Regions from separate parts of the Gasterosteus aculeatus genome. Here region 1 is linked to region 2. Evidence: chromatin contacts called from public Hi-C data. All regions are on one chromosome and are shown on one strand. The core of a region is the stretch at or near the end of the contact, and the rest is flanking DNA. Distances in the headings are between cores, read along the strand shown.

Region 1 (4,526 bases), core at 1,532-4,031, 290 kb after region 2:
TGTTCTAAAATGTATGCATGCGTGTGTGTGTGTGTGTGTGTGTGTGTGTGTGTGTGTGTGTGTGTGTGTGTGTGTGTGTGTGTGTGTGTGTGTGTGTGTGTGTGTGTGCGTGTGTGTGCGTGTGTGTGCACGTGAATGGGTGTGTGAAATGTTTTCATACAGTCACCTGTCGAGTGTAATTAACAATTATACAATAAAAGCACTAGCTGGGATTAATGGAATTATCAACACAGTTCCACATGTGGACGTGACTTGGCTGAAACAACCTGTTGATGAATGAGCTGAATATATATTATTTCTGTTCAGCAGTTTGGCAGCAAAATATATGTAAGGATTGTACAGGAGGGAGGCAATGTTGTTACATTGGCATTCAATAAGCAAAACGATGTTACAGTATGCATTTTTATTTTATCTGTTTGTATGAATGAGTTAATATTGCTCAATCCAAAATCCTTTGGGGGGATTTTATTTTGTTATTAGAAAGTTTACTTTCTATTTCATTATGTAGTGGTATGCGTTTTTACCATGATGAAATTACAACCACATGTTAACTCTAGATATTAAATGTGGTGATTATATAAAGAACCTCTAATATAATTGTCAAAACAAGACAAGTCAAACAAAAAAGAGCTGTGACTGTCACAACTTGTCACAAAGTTCAGTGCTGCCTGGGTAATTCATTCTGTCCTTCAGTTAAACATACATTTTATGACATTTTTAAGTGACATTTTCAGTCAATCAATAATTGATATTTTAAATGCGACATCAGATTTAAAAAGCTGAAAACAACACGGGGTTTGAGGTTTGACGCAATACATTATTGCCAAACTCCGTCTGTCTTTCCAGATGTCAGTCTTCCCTTTAACTTTCTTAATTGGTCTTTCCTCCTCAAAAACTAAAATAGCTGCAGGTATGCAAAAAAAAAAAAACCTGCTTATCTCAGTGGGCCAAAAAAATGCAGATTGCAAAGCTGAAAAACAACGTAGGAAACACAGTCACAAACACGTGAGCACATAGATTGGAGTGAAAGATGAAACACAGGTGAAAACAAGAAGCAGTCGCTCACAAACAGCTTGAAGAAGCCATCATCATATTCATCAACGCGCCCAATTCTCCTACAATGACTCCTCTACTCCAATGACTTTGATTCCAGGCTGACAGTCTAAACGAATGGAACCAAATATCGCTGCACGTACAATTATCAGGAAATGGAACACTGTTGTTGTGTATCGCAAAGTGGGAAAAGCGGACAGAAGTGTGCATGTGTGTGTGTGTGTGTGTGTGTGTGTGTGTGTGTGTGTGTGTGTGTGTGTGTGTGTGTGAGAGAGGGAGGGAGGGAGGGAGGGAGGGATTGAGAGCATCGAGAAAGAGAGGGAGGAAAAGGGCACACAGAGAAGCTATTGATAAACAGTAACAGTGACCGCCCAACGATGAGAATGTTAACGCTCTCTTCTCTGTCCGTGTTTGACGTTAGAAGACGTCCTCGGTGACTAAATCCCCACCGACGGGGGGGAGAGCTGCCATCACATCCCCGTCATACCATCAGACCCTGTGCAGCAACGGAGACAGCCGCTCCTCTGTGTGTGGTGACTCCACACAATCATGTTATACAGCAGGCATGGGATTTCCTCTCCAGATGCCCCCCAGGAGGAACGGACCGCCATCTCCCCCTGTCTGCGCCTGCTCAACTGTAGACAGTAACACAAGTTGCCAAGATGTTGCCTCATAGCAAACACGATGTAAACGGGTTGTGTGTCAGACGGGATCCCCCTGATGTCTGCAGGGGGTCTGGGTTACGTGATGCGGGGGTTTCTTCTTTCTTAAAGTTGGTTTCATTTGTTTTGGAAACAATATCCTCAAAGTGGAGGCCCCAAAAAAATGAGCATGCTGCTCCCCTGATGAAATGTCGTGTCCAAGTTTGGGCACTGCGCTCTCTTTCTCTCGCCCGCGTGCGCACACGCACGCACGCACCCCCCACACACATAAACACACACGACCCACTGTCCGTGCATGTTGGCTAGCTGTCCATCTCTCCACCTCTCGCTATCCCGAACACGCGCGCAAAAACGGACACACGGACGCCATCCCTAGAGACAAACGCGCGCGCGCGCACACACACACACACACGCACGTTTACACGCTTAAACTCTCACCGTTTCTCTCTCCCTTGAATGCACACTCAGACACACGCACGCACACACACACAATCACACTCACACATGCACACGCACTGTCGTTGTCCGCGGCAACGAAGCGGAAGTAATCGACCACCTTTCACGTGCGCGCTCACAAGCAAACGAACCAACCTGCGATTATCGTGCTGCCTTCCAACACATGCGCGCGCGCGCACTCACTCACTCACGCAGGCATGCGAGCTCCCGGGCGCGCGCACACACACACACACACACACGGAAAACCTCCAAAACTCACCGTTGGACGAGGAGAAATCCCCGAAGAGGAGCCCCAGCAGGAGGAGAAGCGGGAGGTCGCGTCTAAACCCGCCGGCGTTCTTCAGCCTGCTCCCCGCCAGCAGCGTGTCCGGCGCTCCCAAATCCGTCATTCTGCTGCTAAATAAATCCAAGCTGGCTTAATGTTTAAGCCTCGCTCCCCACCTTTGGTGGCTCTGCTTGGTTGAAGGAAGCGGGGGGGAGGTGGGGGGGTGAAGGAGGACGGCAGCCCCCCTCCTCCTTTCCCTTTCGTTTTTTTATTTAAAAAAAAAAAAGACACCTGGAGATCACTCACGAACCCCCCACACACACATGTCCATGCTGACGTGTGGACGGGATAACCGGTGACGGGTGGTCGGTCTGAGATCGGGCAACACGCCTGCGGTGTGAGCGGTCATAGCAGAGACCGGAGGACCGGAGAGGAGGGGAGAAGATGAAGAGATGCCGCGGAGGAGAGGAGAGAGTTGGCTGGTAGGTCCGCACAGCACAGCGAGCGAGCGACGACTGAGTGAGAGGGAGAGAGAGAGGGAGGGGGAGGGGGGGGGGTGTTAGTCGGGGAAGCAAAGGAGAAGGAGGAAAAGTGGATGATAGAAGGGGAGGAGAAGTTGAAAAAAAAGTGTGGCTAAGAGAGAGACAGGGAGGAAGAAGGAGGGAGAGAGGAAGGTCTGGCCGATTTAAGAAAGGTAAACCAGATGGGGAAAAGGAGAAGGACTAGAGGAGAAGGAGGGGGGGGGGGGGGGGGCGTAAAAGGGAAATAAGGAGGAGAAAAGATCAATGTAAGACCAAGGGAGGGGTGGAGCGAGACGTAGTGGATGAAATGGAGAGAAAAAACAGGATGAAAAAAACAGGATTTCAATAAAAGGATGAAAATAGACAGTGGGGAGATGGATATAAAAGAGGGAATAAAAAAGATGCTCAGGGGAGTTGGAAAAGACTGAGTAAAGGAAAGAGGACAGGAAGGAAGAAACAAGTGACAGAGCGAGGGCGAGAGCAAAGGAGAGGGGAGGAGGGCAAAGAGAGCAATGTCAGGAGAAAGAAAGGGGAGAAAGGTCAAAAGAGGGATGGAAGGAGATTCATTACAGACCTACAGACTAAAGAAACTATGGAAGGAAGAAAAATAAAGGAACCAAGAACGAATAAGTACGACAAAAAAAAGAGGAAGGGAAAAGAGAAAAGGGGACAAGAAATCACAGTGAAGATAGCAAGCGAAGTACAGATGAGGGGAAACGGATTCAGGGAGGCAAGAGAGAGTGTGTGTGTGTGTGTGTGTGTGTGCGTGTGTGTGTGTGTGTGTGTGTGTGTGTGTGTGTGTGTGTGTGTACCACAGCCAAAGACAAACAAAATACACTTTAAGCATATTTCCAGACTGTGATTGGAGTCGGTGACATGGTGTCAAACACCAAAAAAAACCTGCCTGCTGCCAATCAATCCGAGTGCCATATGAACACCACTCTGATTCCCTCATCTCTTAAAGTGTGTGCGAGAGGATATATGTGTGTGTGTTTGCAAATGCACCCAAAACGGAGCCACGAGCCAGTTATTGATCCTCGGTCCCTGGTGGCATGTGCAGAGGATCACGCTAACAAGATTACAACGCTACAAACACGACGTGGAGACTCAGCTCGCTGATCCACCGAGACGACCAACAGCGTTTAGAGGCAAATGCAAATTACACGTCACTCCAAATTTGGCCCATTACTGTATTTACAGAAAGTGTCACCCGATACTGTCACATATCAGGGAACAGAAGGACGTGAGTGGGGCCCTGAAATAGAGACTCCAAAAACTGACCTGGCTTTTGCGACACGACCTGTGGTTTGTTTCGGAGATTGTTTCAGGATTCGGATGAGGTTTTACCATTTGGTGCCATCTTGGCAGTTCATGGGCCTATCAAGCAAACACCCCGTTAAATGGAACTTGAACATAGTCTTAATATGTGTTTTGCATATCATTTCACAACAACGTAGAGCACAGCTCTTTTAGTTTTAGAATTAGATTTTAGCATTGTTGTAATGGATGTTTCACTAGCTGTCAGACTACAGCAGGAAAAAAAACGAATTGGAGCTAATCCTCGTTTTG
Region 2 (4,556 bases), core at 858-3,357:
TAACAGATGTTTGAGTGCCCTGATGATGTTTGATGGTCTCATAATAAAACTTTACATGTACTGCAGTTCCACTTCAGAATTGTCTCTGTCTATCTGGGATATTTAGATACCCTTATGACATGAAGGAAGATTAGATCCATGGTGTGATTATTCATTTTTAAGTTTTTGGACATTTCTTCTTCAGCCATTATCTTTCTTCAGAAACCTTTTGTGTGCACGCTTTTCCTTTCACATGCTCAAGACACATTACGGGGGCAAGCTCACTGTCCATATCTGTTATATTTCTAGTGATGCATCGCAGGGAACCGTGCTTCTCCCTCTGCAGGGAAGTTGGGTAGCTCCGCTACACAGCAGCTCCCCTGGCGCTCGTTGTGACTAAGTGTCGGTGGCGGTTGGAGGCTTGGCAACATCGGGACTTAAACCCTGGATCTCTGGTCCAAGGGCAGCACACCTACTTGGCATTCAACTAGAGCTGCAGCCCTAATGTCACTCTTCTGGGACATTGTGGCCTCTTACATGCATTAAATCTAGAGGCATTGTTTGTGTCAACATCATGCACTCATCTTCTAGACTGAAAGAACCATAAGCATCGGCCTTACTCCCAGTAGAGCCGTTGGAAGGGTTGGCACAGTGGCTCATTGTTTTACAAAAAATGGATTTACGTTAGAACGGGGGTCACTGAGAATGGTGAAGGCTTTTAACATCAGTGCCTTTTTCCTGGAAAGTTGAATTATTTTGTGATGGAAGACCTATATGACAGCCGTCCCGCCTCCCACAGCTAAATCTCTAACAAAATGCAGTCAATATTACCATACTCTCCTCTATCTGTCTGTCTCCCTGCCTCTATATTCTTCTAACTCAGATCCTTCTACTTTCTTTTTATTTCCACTGCCCTTTCTTCATTTATTCCTCCTTTTCTCAGTCTCTCCTCCCTCTCTTTTTCTCCAATCACTGTGAAATTGCAAGGAGGCTGGTTGGGGACTTTTCTGACAGAGAAATTTGGCTCCGATCAGAATCACTAGCGAGCATCCCCGCATTCCGTTCTCAATTTAAATGATTTTGCAGCTTCACCGGCACACCCACCAGACAGCCAGACATACTCACATTGACACTGTGCAATTCTCCCGCCCTCTCTTTATCTTTTGCACACGCTCACACTTTCATTTCTTTCTCTCATTCTGTTGCACACACACAAACATAGAAAACACCATCCAACCCCAAAATGTTGAGGTGACAACAATCGGGAGGCCGTACAGTTGCTTCATTGACATTAGTTGGATGAGAAAAACTGATGTGAGACCGAAGAAGAGATGGCAATGGCGATGCAGTTAGATGGAGGAATATATAGGCAACGTGTATCATTAAAAACATGTATAACATGTTCATTCTTGCGTATATCTGTGTGGCAGAATACACGATACCCACGCTCACAATAATGTGCCTCATTTCATCCCAAGCCGCATGTAGATGTATTTGCCACTCCTTGGAAAAGGAGCAGTCCCTGATGTGTGTCAACATGTCGGAGGCACACTGACAAAAGAAGCTGTCAAGTCTGCTGGCAATTTTCATTTGTCACTTGATGCGTTGCTGGCCAGCCGTCTCACTGAGATTATTATGTGAAGGCAGCACACCAGGTTGGCCTCACCTGTCTGTTTCATGCACCAGATATTCTTTCTGACTTTTTCCATTGAGCAGCCAAAGCACAGTGAACAGGTGTCTGCATCTCATGAGGCCAAAGGGGCAGATTCAGAGGAAGAACCTACATCATAATCAGCCACTTCAAATTCAACAATTCACCCTGGCGCAGGAGCCATCGAGCCATCACCTGCAAGCAGCACCACCAAGACTGCTAAGCAGTCATGCATGTCTGGAATTCTCTTTGATAGTAATTTTATTATAATGTGAAATTTTCAACTTTCAGATGATCCCAAATTGCTTCCTCTGTACAGCACAGTTTTTATTGATGCAATGTAACCACGTATCTACATTAAAAGTTGAGATTTTACATTCAAGACACGTGTCTAGGTCAGAAAAGTGATCCATTTAACAAACTACATCCTGGTATCAAACCCAATCGTCTCCCTTAGTGTATGTTGGACTCTGTAACGTGATGCAGCCGGAGTCATTTGCATCGTTTGTGTCTTCATATACATATATAAGTTAAACGTCATCATTACACATTGCACAGTTGTCGTCATTGTTGTTGTTGTTCTCAAAGGACGTTACTAAATCAGCTTACACAGTGAAGCCAAGTAGGGTGACACTGATACATCTTAAATGTTTGACATCTTTAATATTGAACATAGCTACACTATATAAGAAAACTAACCACACAACATGTTCCCTATATTTAAGAAATCGTCACTGTCTGACCATATTCAGTATATGTGATTAACAATAGGACAAAATTCTCATTTTTGTGTTAAGTGAAGTCCTAATGTAAGACTATACTCCTGCATGCCTGCATCCATAGTTTATTTCTCATACATGCTGCCAATCACTCCTCACGCATGCTCACTCATTATTTCCCTGCGCACAGTATCCGGGGCTGTCAATCATGGTGTCGGCTGTATAGAGCAGCTGGTCTTTCCTATCCAATAAGCAAGACGAAGCAATTACATCTTAAGCCTATGATCTTGCTGCCGTCTTTTTGAAATTGTCTCTCTACCTTCAGTTCGCTCATGCTGCTGTTACGCACCACTGCGCCTCCCCATCTCCGCCCAATCTTCGTCAGATTCATCAGCTTCATCAGCTCGTCATTCTATCAGCCTCATCAACTACAACTCCCATCAGTGTCTGGACTCCACATGGGGGATTTATGTTGCTGCTGCTCAGGGGAGACACTAATCGATTACAAATCTCCCTGCAGTGTCCAGGCATCAGAAACTCTGCAAAGTCTTTATCATCCCATATTATCCCGGTGATAGTAAATAACCATCTTTTCTTTAAATGAGTGTCTCCCCTGATTGAAATGGTTATTGACTGACTTGAAGCTCTATCAAATTTAATACAAGGTGGCCTAGTTATTAGTGAGGACACAATGTGAGGTCCAAAGTCAAGTCAGATTTAAACCAACCTTTTGTAATGTGAAGTAGTCCATTGAGCTGCATACTGTTGCGTAAAACTATGCTTTAATAGACATGTATGGACAAGAGCAAACAGTGGTTGTGGTTGTGACCTACAATTAGAGGAGAGAACTCCTGCCCACAAGGTTGTGAGGATCAGATACCCCTGAGACAGTCTAATGAGAAAGACTCAAATCTGCAACACACCTGCTGTCATTGCGGGTATTGTATTTCACAATAAAAGAAATATAGAAATATATATATATATATATATATATATAATAATATATATATATATATATTTTTTTTTCTGTTTGTGTTTAATCAAGTGAAGTAGATCAACAAATCAAGAAACCACAGCATTGTTTTGCAAAAAACAGTTCAGACTCAGTTCACAACCTTTTCTGAAACCAAAACTACCTCCAATAATATTTTTAGTGAAATACAATGTTAATTTGAAGGGAAAAATATCACTGACACAATTTGACAGATCAAATGAAAATTAGAATATTTAATTGGTAATTAATAATTGATTAATCCTGCAGTGAGATGGGTCAGCGTGCTGGAGGCTTAACACTTTTTCTAAATAATTAATTTTGGCCACAAGGAGCCACCTAAACAGCATCACGGTGCAGCAGTACATATTCTTTATGTCCATAGCACTCTACCGGCAAACATAACAACTTCCATCAGATATTCTCTCATTTGGTGATATTGTTAATGGTGGTATTAAAAAGTATTAAATAAACATACATGGGTACGATAGTCAAGGCATAAAAAGATATTAACATTGGCATTTAAAGATGTTAGTTAGTAAAGGAAAAAATGAATGGATAGAAAGCTGAAATCACAAAAAAAGAGTGGTAATGGTACGTAAATACAAAAATCCAATAAATATTAAAAGTAAAACTGTAAAGATATGATGCAACATATATGTGTGTGTGTGTGTGTGTGTGTGTGTGTGTGTGTGTGTGTGTGTGTGTGTGTATGCGTGTGTGTGGTAGCAGGATGATGTTGCTCCTGGCAGCAGGCCCTTACACTTTCCCCTGTCACGGCCAATCCTTGTCAGAAAAACCACACGCACACACACACACACACACACACACACACACACACACACACACACACACACACACACACACACACACACACACACACACACACACACACACACACACACACACACACGCGCTGTCCTGCTCTCTCTAGTAATGTGAGGGTCAGCTACCCAGTCACCTGTAACATTTTCTCTTTGTTTTTATATACACGAAGTAGAACACATCAACAAGATGGAAAGAAATTGTATTTAGTGGGTCCTTGACTTTGCTCCGACATTTCAACCTCGGGACAAAGCTACGTTTTCCGTGTTTGAGAGCATAATCAAAACCTGTTTATGAGTGTGTATTTGATGTGTATTTGCTCTTTCTACATTTATTTAAATACGAGATAAAAGCGAGATAAAACAAAAGGGATGTTTTAGCATTTGGTTTG

Evidence for each region. Hi-C and Micro-C count contacts between places; a contact is called where the count stands out from the background.
Region 1: a contact with region 2 is called in a Hi-C map of skeletal muscle, with 4 times the contacts expected there. The contact joins the promoter of chs1 here to the enhancer-like site in region 2. A contact is called at or near these places in 2 of 6 Hi-C or Micro-C datasets (skeletal muscle and tail fin).

What each region holds. Positions count from the first base shown.
Region 1 is chr12:14,819,973-14,824,498 of fGasAcu3.hap1.1, forward strand. It overlaps chs1 (chitin synthase 1), which reads left to right and starts at 2,782. Exons shown (of 36, transcript XM_040200509.2): 1 at 2,782-2,918. It overlaps LOC120833991 (CUB and sushi domain-containing protein 1-like), which reads right to left and starts at 2,686. Exons shown (of 75, transcript XM_078085041.1): 1 at 2,431-2,686. The coding sequence starts at 2,560.
Region 2 is chr12:14,531,999-14,536,554 of fGasAcu3.hap1.1, forward strand. No RefSeq gene overlaps it. Among protein-coding and RNA genes, the nearest start is that of myom2b, 33 kb to the left of the region's middle. Within about 2 kb of position 2,108, at least 1 of the 9 cell types and tissues checked has open chromatin away from gene starts, as enhancers often do.